Regions from separate parts of the Columba livia genome. Here region 2 is linked to region 1. Evidence: chromatin contacts called from public Hi-C data. All regions are on one chromosome and are shown on one strand. Each heading gives the region's core, a stretch centred on a gene start, on an enhancer-like site or on the middle of the called end of the contact. The rest is flanking DNA. Distances are from core to core; before and after follow the strand shown.

What was found. A called contact is a pair of places that touch in the nucleus more often than the background predicts.
Region 2: a Hi-C map of liver shows a contact between it and region 1, with 2.0 times the contacts expected there. The contact joins the enhancer-like site here to the promoter of KLF6 in region 1. A contact is called at or near these places in 2 of 2 Hi-C or Micro-C datasets (crop and liver).

The regions. Positions count from the first base shown.
Region 1 is chr2:13,668,655-13,673,709 of bColLiv1.pat.W.v2, reverse strand. It overlaps KLF6 (KLF transcription factor 6), which reads left to right and starts at 2,740. Exons shown (of 4, transcript XM_005504158.4): 1 at 2,740-3,247. The coding sequence starts at 3,146.
Region 2 is chr2:13,745,791-13,750,845 of bColLiv1.pat.W.v2, reverse strand. No RefSeq gene overlaps it. Among named protein-coding and RNA genes, the nearest start is that of KLF6, 77 kb to the right of the region's middle. Within about 2 kb of position 2,230, at least 3 of the 3 cell types and tissues checked have an H3K27ac peak away from gene starts, as active enhancers do.

The DNA.
Region 1 (5,055 bases), core at 1,491-3,990:
TAGCACTGCCTGTTCCACGTACGTGCTTCAGCATCCTTCATGAAAACTGAAGAGGCCTCTGCTACAAATCAGGTGTTCTCTGATTGGCACATCTAAGTAAAGTGGTATAGTCTCAAGGGACTGACTGGTTTTGGTCTGGGTTTTTTTTTAAGCTAGAACGTGTTTTCATTTATGATATTTGTGGTAAATTCCACCCTGGTGCATGATTCAAAAAATGCCACTGGTATAAAGTGGATATTTGAAACTTTAGTACTCTGTATAGCTTGAAGAAAGTCATTAGAGACTAAATTATATTTTCAAGTATCTCCAGTAGTTCATTCTTTCATTTTGAGGCCAATTAAAATTTGTCCTAATGTTTATTATCCTCCATAGACTACAATAAATTCCCTTACACTTGCATGCCATCCCTTCGTTCCACCTGGCTGCTCTTTGTGCCAGTAGTTTCCCTTCAGCTTGCGTTCCATGGAACAGCCTCCCAAACCACAGTGTGTTATTGACTCACTGTTTCATTTTAACTCCTGATTAAAAATATACTGAGTGAAAACACTACATCTGTTTACTTCACTCTACACAGAATAAAATTTGTTAATACATTTATAACCCAGGATTAACACATCCAGTGACACATAGGTAAATTTTATTTGAAATGTCAATTGATAATGCCCTAATCAAAGCGAGGATTTAATCAGGTCATATCTTAAGTAGCTTGTACTGCAACATAGTCATATCTGTGCCATGGTTTTCTTTGATTTGTTTTATTTTTTTCCTATGTCAATCTTAATCCTGCTCAACCAATCACTGACTGGCAGAAGCAAAGAAAACATTAAGAAAACCTTACTTGTCAAATAAAAATGCATTTTATTAAAGGACCTTTCTTTTTTATTATTGTGTCTCTATCAACTTACATCTGTTGTCCCTCGCTGAGAGATACCACCTATCCAAATATAACTTTACAAAATGAGATCTTTATGCTTCAAACTCCACATGGGCAGAGTAATTCTCACCCAGCCTCTGACAAGCCCAGATCTCTCTTACACGAAACACAGCTAAAAAGGGGCAAGTGTAAAATAAGAAGAGTGGTCAGTAGCATTCACTGTCACTATGTTTGAAAAGAAAATCTTCTACAAAGACGGAGCAGGTCAGTTAAACAAACACGGAGGATTTTCAGAATTATGTTACCAGGTTATATTTGACTGGAGCCCACACCACATTTCAGACCACAAAATATTTAACTCTACAGAACTAAAAGTTAGCTCAAGTAAGGTGTATAATTCATCTGCTTAAGAGGACTTCTTTTTTTCTTCTTCTTCACTTTTCTCCAGATCTAGTTTTGGCCCCAACTAGACAGAAACCCACCTGTGCTATATGTTGTCCGCAAGGCAATTTTGAATACATATTTGTTTGGCCACGTGAAGCCGAGTAAAGAATTACTGACCAAACCACGTGGGCTTCATTCTCTGCATTTAGATGTTTTGAGTCTCCAGCATTAGCTTGTTTTTCTAAACATAACATAATGCTCTAATTGACCTGAGGCTTTTTTTTTTTTCTTTTCATAGACACAGGAAAACCCAACCATGAACACCAGTTGTTTGTTTATGGAATCACCATATTAATAGTTTATGAGGGGCTTGGGGATGGAAAGTTAGACTGACATTTTCACACCTGCAATCAGCTAGCTCACAGAAGACAGTCAGCAGAAGAAACAGACATTAAACACTTCAGTTACCATCTGTAGGTAACTAGCAACAGATACAGAGAGAAGTGGGGAAATGGAAATAACAGAGTAGAGATTACGATGGAAACATCAGTGGAAAATTTATAAGTTCTTTAATAAAAGAAACACATTAGGATTGTTTGTTCCATGTGCTGGACACTCATTTGGAAAGCTAACAACAACGCGTTTTTTAATTATATTAAGACATCCACATGATTGACAGGTCTAGTGTTAAAAAAAGGGAATGTTCTGCCCTAACATCAATCTCCTCACTGAGGCGACAGTGACGGTCTCAGCTGTCTCCTAGAAGTCACTTTCCAGACCTCCTGCTCACTGGGAAAGCATGACCAAGGAGACTTGTAGAATACATGGACTTGTGCTTTGAAGCCTTGTGGAAAGGGAGCCACGGGGGTCGATGTTGACCCCCTTCCCGCAGTGAGATGGGACACACTGACAGCGCCGCGGGCCCGGCCAGGCACAGCGCCCGAGCGCTACCAGGCAACCACGGCTCCCCACGCCAGGAGCGCCCTGCGAGGAGCTCCAGGAACCGCCGCAGGGCAGGTTCCCCCGGTCGGGGGGACCCGAACCGGCTCCCGTGCCCCCCAGCTCCCCTCACAGCGCCCGGGGCCGCCTCACAGCTCCGCAGCGCCCCCCGCGCCGGCCGTCAGCACCGCATGGCAGCGCGCGGCCGCCCGCTCCCCTCCCCCGCGCGGCTCCCTCGCTAGCGGCCGGCTCGCGAGCGCACACCTCCCCGCTTCCCCGCTTTATATACCCTGCTAAAAATAGCCTGCCGCCCGGCTCGCCAATCAGGAGGGGGCGAATTTCGAATCGAGCCAATGGCGGGAGCCGTCACGGCCGGGCTCGGTCACGCCAGGAGGAGCCGCGATGCCTGCCGGGCGGCGATTGGGCGGCTCTGACATCATTGGCACGCGGGGCGCGGAGTGCGTGGCGGAGATTGGGCCGCGGCGGCAGGCGGCGTAATGGGATCACGCGGGGCGGGGGAGGGCGCGGGGGGCGGGGGCGGCGGCGCGGCCGGGCAGAGCTTTGAATAGGGAAGTTTCGCAGGGGGTTACATTCGCAGTCAGCGCCGTGTTTGCAAATATTGGGTCCGCTCCTGCGCAAGTGTCCTCCGCCGGCCGCGGGAGGGGAGAGCCGCCGCCGCGGCCGCCTCGGGAGACGTACTGCCTTGCTGTGCAATTAAACTTTGCATGAAACTTTGGGTCTTTTTTCCTCCCTAAGCTCCTCAAGGAATTGATATATATTTATATATATACAATTATTTTTTTTTTCTTCTCTGGAGGAAGGGGGGGGGCTTGGAAACTGTGAGCAGAGGTTTGACACCCCCCCGCACACACCCCGCAACCCCTGCACATAAAGGAGGCATCTGTATTTTTGGTAACCAGCACTGACTTTGTTGTTGCAACTTGAGACATGGATGTTCTCCCAATGTGCAGCATCTTCCAGGAACTCCAGATTGTGCACGACACGGGTTACTTCTCAGCCTTGCCGTCCCTGGAGGAATATTGGCAACAGGTAAACGAGGATGTCGATGTTGTTGTTGTTGTTGTCGGGGTGTTTTTCGTTCTTTTTTTTTTTTTTTTTTAAGCCGTATTAAAGGATGAGCGGATTTAAAAAAAAAAAAAAAAAAAAAAAGAAAAAAAGCCCAAGTGTCAGCAACGACTTTGGGGAGCATTAAGCACAAATGTGTAGAGATGTTTTGAAGCAGGTGTTTTGCTTTTAAACAATACGGCTTTTTTTCGGGGAGAGTGGAAGAGTCCCGAGGTGAGTGTGAGGAGCTGCGCATCTCCGTCTCTCCTGACTTACCGCCCGGCCCTGCGTGCGCGGGGCTGTCAGCGCGGCGGCCTCCGCGCTCCGCGGACCCGGCGCTCCGCTCCCGCCCGCTCCACACCGAGTCCTGGCAAAAGTTTTGCGCTTGTACCAGGTCCAAGCTCCACAGCTGGGTCTTGTCATCCGAGCTCCCTGCTTTGGCCAAGGGCTGCTTTCCGCCCCTTGCTGCGTTTTTGTTGTTGTTGTTGTTTTTTCTTTTTCTTTTTTTTTTTTTTCCTGACGATGGTGGGAAAAAAACAACAGGAGTGTTGTATGTACGCACATGTACACATATCTCTGTGTGTATATACATATATGTATATAATGTTGCTTTTTCCCAGAGCAGCGAGCTTTGCAGAGTCTGTGAGTTGCCAGTCATATGACAGCAATCCCCTTGTGCTAATTGCCTTGGTCGGGAAGGAGGAAGAACAGAGGCTCCTTCCCTTTAATGGACATATTTCGTTGCCTTTTCTTTTTTCCTTTTTTTTTTTTTTTTTTTTTTTTCCCCATCCTCCTTAATTTGATCCAAACGCCGGGTTGGCAGGAGCTGCGGTCACCGCTGACATTTTGGCGTTACCCCGGGGGGGTCCGCTGGCTCCGCTCCCCAGCCGGGAGCTGCTCAGCCCGGTGACCAGATCAAATACCTGCTGGCTTTTCAAGAAGGACCGGGGAGCCTTTCCGAGAAGGTCGAAATGCAAAGTGTTACAACCTTCACATGCTTACTAATTGTATGCAATGCCTTTTTTTATTTTTCTTCCCCTCCCCCCCTTCCCTTTTCAAAGAGACAGCTTCATAGTACGTGATTGAAATGGAGCTAAGTAGTTTCCTTCAGGCATTTGGGTTTTTGGCGAAGGGCCAGCCCTCGTTCCTAGTAGCCTTCAGAGGCATTTAAACTCTGAGAGAGCTTCACTCCCGTCCCCATTACTAATCTACCTAATGAGGAATTTAAATAAGCCGGGAATAGGAAAGTTTAACAAGATCTTAAAAAAATGCTTTTTTACCTGTTTTAATGGAAAGTCAACACGCTATTGTGTTGTCCCTGTTGAAACCTTTTTCGTTTTTACCGTGCATTACAAAGCAGTTACCTAATTATGGACAAATGCATAAATATTGTGTGCAGCAGTGGGTTTATTTTGGAGGTTGGTTTTTTGTTTGTTTATTTTGTTTTGTTTTTCTCCTGTTTTTGCCCCTGCTCCTAGCCTGGCCAGAACATGTGACCCAGTTTACTGGAGCGGTGCTGTGGGAGAAGGGAGCTGCTCCCATGGACGCTCTGCTCTTGGACAGATGGGAAGGGGCTGTCAGGGGAATGTGTGGCATTTGGGATCAGGTTTTGCTACCGGGCTTGGAAGAGATGATCTTACTAAAATAAGTAGAGTTTGGTATGGAAACCTGGTGTGTCCATTTTCTGTGTAAAGCTTTCATATGGGTCATTTCCTATAGTGGAAAGAATAATCCCAAAACATCAGCTTGTTGCCATAACAGTTCATACTGGGTTTTTTTTTTTTGTTCTCTGA
Region 2 (5,055 bases), core at 981-3,480, 78 kb before region 1:
TTTGTTTCTTTTAAAAAAGTTCATCTCTTGATTCTAGAAACTGTACCTATAGTTTTTACACCATTTGATGAAAACATTTTATCTAAAGACAAAGAGGTGTTACATTGAACATCCCTTGAACTGCTGTAGATCATGAGTAATGCTGCTGAAATCAATGCATTTGCTCTACTTTCAGATGATAGGTGTCAATCTAGGCCAATATCCCACACAAAATTTGCTAACGGATGAAAAATTCTCTCCATGAAACATATGACTCTCTACTAAATTATAAAATTAAAACATCTTCAGAATTCTGTCAGTTTACTGGGCTATGTGCTATGGTCAAGCAGGCCCATACATCTCCAAACATAAGAATTTACATGACTGCCACATTCCGTGAGTCTGGAAGAAGTCTTACTTTAGAATATGTCGGGAACAGATTTATCCAAATAACAAATCATTATGCATTTAGAAAGCCTTACTCCACTGCAGGAAGACTGAGCAATTTGATTCGGTTAACTGGACAAGCTGAAAGCTGAAATTAGCTGAAATCTAAACTGTAAGTTTATAAAACATTTGGTAAAGTTTGAGCACATGGTCACTATTTTTCTCCAGTAGTAGAAAAAAAAATGTTATGGAGCTAGAATTTGCTGACTTCTTGAATGAAATACATGATTTTTAAAAGATTAGTGTCCAATTACTACCTGTCAGTTAGTCTCACCAGCTTGTTCCGTTTCAGTGCCTTGCCTTGAACTAATAGGAGTTCAGGTACATTTAATGGAAATTGTAGCCCCTTTTAACACTAGGAGGAAAGAATTTTCACATATGAGCAAATCAAATTATTGATTTAATTTACTTGAGATTTTTGAGAGATACAAAGTCACTGAAATTCCACTGACTCAGAAAAATGACTGGGTTAATTGCATTCAGTCACAAGAACACAAATGCCCTGATTTGATGCTTGCGCAAGGAGGGTCATGTGTCTTATATGACTGAATAAAACACGAGCAGTATCAGCTGGTGTCCAGAAGCTCAATTCTTCACATGTGATTGTAATTAAAAGCAATGAGTGCAGTGAATTCACAACTCCTCAGTTTCAGAAAATGCCGAATAAGATGAAAATTTTGATTAGCAACCTGTGTCATCTACTACATGGTTCAATTGCTTGGTCTCCAAAGACTATTTTATAATTGAGAGTCGTCTGACAGCTACAATTTGCATCACAATGTTGTTTTCACACATGAGACAACACTGATTACTAGAATGCATCCAACACAGTGTAACAAGAATGAACACAGTTTAGCCCCAGAAGTTCAGCTCCTTCATACTACACTCATGCTCCTGCCTTTACCTCATAGTCAGACAAATCTTCTTGCTCCATTCAAATACTAATAACTTGTTCCAACATTTTAAAACATTTTTTAAATTTGAAGTTGCATCTTCCACAATATGTGAGCATATTATATTGATGTGAGCATTTGATACTCACTAGAATAAAAATTGGAATCTTTTAAATCAATGACATTACGCAGCAGACATGACATAGACCTGGAGGCTGATTTCTCACTCTACATAGATGATTGATCAGATCTTAGAATCATCATAGAATTGACAAAAGTTTTCCCACTCAAGAACAGCTTCTTTCACTGATTTACCAAACCAGAACAAAACTGTAATGCGTAAGTTATTTTGCAAATTGCACTGACTGGAACAGTTAGGTAGGCTTCAGGCAGCCCAATTAGAAACATACGTACTTTTTAAAAAAAGTTAGAATCAGGCTTCAGCCCAATAAATGAAGACTGCAGGAAGATGAAATAAGAGCCCCTAATAATGCTTATCCTTGAGAGGTTTTACCAGAGCAGTTAATATGTATCAGGCTGTGAGCAGAAGCAAGAATCCAGCTCTGGAGTTACAGCAGAGGCCCCAAGTGAACTATGCAGAAAACAGATGCTTGATCAGAAGGGAAACAGATGCACCACTCTACTTTTTTTTCTTTTTTCTTTTTTCTTTTTTCTTTTTTTTTTTTTTTTTTTTTTAAATAGGGATACAAACTAAAATGCAAACACTGCAGCTCCTAAGAAGCTGTATATCACTAACATTACGAAACACAGTGAACTCTTTTTCTGCAAGGGAATGAATATAATAGAGAAATATTTAAGCAAAGAATTGAAGCTATGTCAACAAATTCATTAATTGAGTTTAGCAAGTCTTTTTTTCACAGAGGTAGCCAAAGTTAAATATAGGCAAAAAGGTTCCAAGGGATGGAGTTCAGTGTATTTACCACTCTGAAAGCCCAGCCCACAAAAGTTTAACAGTCTGGAGTTATAGGAAATGTTCCAGCTTTCAGGGATACCAATCAACGAAGCACCAATTCTCAGAGTTTTTGGTACAGGAAACTTCTACTACAGCAACAAACTCACACCTTTTACTGGTAAAATACAGTAACTGGTTAATAAGTTATAATTTATTATAGTTATAATTGCAATTATAATTTGTATGGTTAATACAAAGACACATAATTAAACTGGGCAATCCCATCAGTGGCTAATGGTAGGAACTGTAATGTGAAATCTCTTGTCCTGTGGTCTACAGAAAGTTTAAAGTAAGGAGAGCAATTACATAGATGTGCAGAGAACTGTAATACTCCTGCTGATCAGGAAATATTGACAAACATTTTATTTCGGTCATGCTAGCAGCATAGAAAAAGAAAAGCCCTGTGACATCAGTGGAGTGGTAAAGCTATAAATCTTTGTTCATATTTTCTAATATCTTTTGCTCGCTCTTCTTGGAACAGGTCCTGAGTATGTGATAAGAATTATCAAATCTTCTTGATCACACTGCAACACAGTTTCCTTTGTAGCACATCATATGTTTATCCACAATGTAATTGTGCATTGAGTGACACAGGACCATGGCACAGAAAAATGGATTACTCTGTTGCTATGTTTGCTGCCATAGCTTCCCACCATTGAAGGCAACCTCATCAGACAGTCTTTATGTAAATTTATAAAGCTTCATTTTAGAATAAATTTGGCTTTAGCTTTCTCTAGTCCTTTAGAAAGGCCATTCAAAACCCTATTGACTGATTTGATATTTGAAGTAAACTGCGAGTTTGTGAGATCATCTATGGAACTGGGGCAAGTCAGAACATGGAATTTGTGTCAAGCAGGAGACTGGCACAATAGGTCAAAATACAACAGATGTTAAGTGAGGAAAGAGGTTTCAGAAGTCTGTTTTGGAAACATCAACAAAAAAAGACTTGTTACTGTTTGTCAAAATGCAAGATTGCAAAATTCTGTAAGGCAAGACTGGAGCAGGCAGCTAAAAAAGGGGATCTTTCAAGATGAAATGTGTCAAGAGAACAGGAAAATAACATTTAAGTCAATATTGCCCTGTGCTAAATATCAGCAAAAACAAAAATCTAACAAAGATTTTGTTTGCTAAAGACTAAAAGACATCAACCATTCTCAGAAAGATGGAGATGCAGACAAGAACATCTATTCAATAATGGCAGGACTGTTTGATAACATTGGCTGACTATGTTGGAGATGCCCAGGAAGACTTCCAATTCCTACTTTATTATGTCAGTATATTTACTAAAGGCTTTGCAAACAACTGAGATGAATTGTGCCCTTGCAAAGACTAATTCTCTCCACTAACCATAGAGCAAGCCGAGTCACTAGCTGAGCTGTAAACATCTGTAGTTAAATAAAATGAACCCCATACTGATATCTCAGTGGTGCAATTATTAAATGTTGTGAGTGCACATGCATAAATACTTCAAACGGTTGCAATATTTAAATATTTATTTAAATATTTAAATGGCAATATCATTACTATATTCACAGTATGATGTTTTGGCTTTGGCTGTTGCTGTAGCTTGGTTGTTTCATATTCTGTTAAAAGATTCTTAAAATTGAAATAATTGACTGCTGAAATTTAACCCCCAAATAGCGAGGTCCTGTGGCAGTATATACATAATTTCACTGTTTCATGCTGCCAACATTATTATATTATGCATCTGGAAACACACACATGCTCATGTGTGTGAATTTGATTAATCTTATTTAATTACTCACTTGTAGAGAACTTAAAACATATGTCAGGATTTGTGAGATCAGAGACCATGGCTTCTGACAGCTGAGCACTGAAGTATCTCACTGCATTGGTTTATTCTTCCTGGGCCCAGCTGCTTTCACTGTCTTTTTGTTGGCTCACCATCCCCACTGGAGACTTGGGGAAACTATGCCCGTATCTCAGCTGTTTTGGGGAAAAATATGGTTACTAAGTTAATGGCCACCTGAAGACTGAGCTGAAATGCTGGACTTTGCTGTGAAATGGCTGAAATAGAGGAATGCAGCCACATAGTGAGGCCAAGCAGAAACACAGAACAAAGAGCTGTGGCTAAATAACATCTTTGACTTCTGCAGCTACATAAACTAAAATCAATGCCTTAGCTGTTAAAGAATTTTTATTTAGTAGCATGACTTCTATGCTTTGGACTTGTACAAGGAGTACTGTACAAGTGACTCTGTACATTCTTAAAATATCTGTGATTTTTAGTATAGAAATGTGGGTAATCATAAAAAAGCAAAGATAACAGCAAAATGAAAACATTTTCAGCTGCAATGGTTAAAAATATGTTGAGAAAGTACTTAAAAACTGCTCTGTACCCTGGTGGCTCTGTAAAGGTAAACAAGACATTAAAAATGCAAATGAAACTGGATGTTATTTATCCAAGCAGAACTTCTCTTGGAGGAGAAAAGGAAAAAGAGTGAAGGGACTGGGTTATAATTATACCTTTCTAACATCTGATCATTTTATATGGATGTGCCATTTCACTGTTTCATGGGAAACTGCACTGGGGCTATATGTGTATTCAGATAGAAGAAGATGTGATTGAGAAAGGCTAAGGAATTCCCTTTTGGTGAGCTTCCCTCCTGCACACAGCCACTGTCTTCAGAGATCTCTGCCTCCAAGCCCATGCGTACTTATAAAACTTGCTGTAAACTGAGAGGAAAAAGACACTGCCCCCTCAAAAAAACAAAACAAAACAAAACAAAACAAACAAACAAA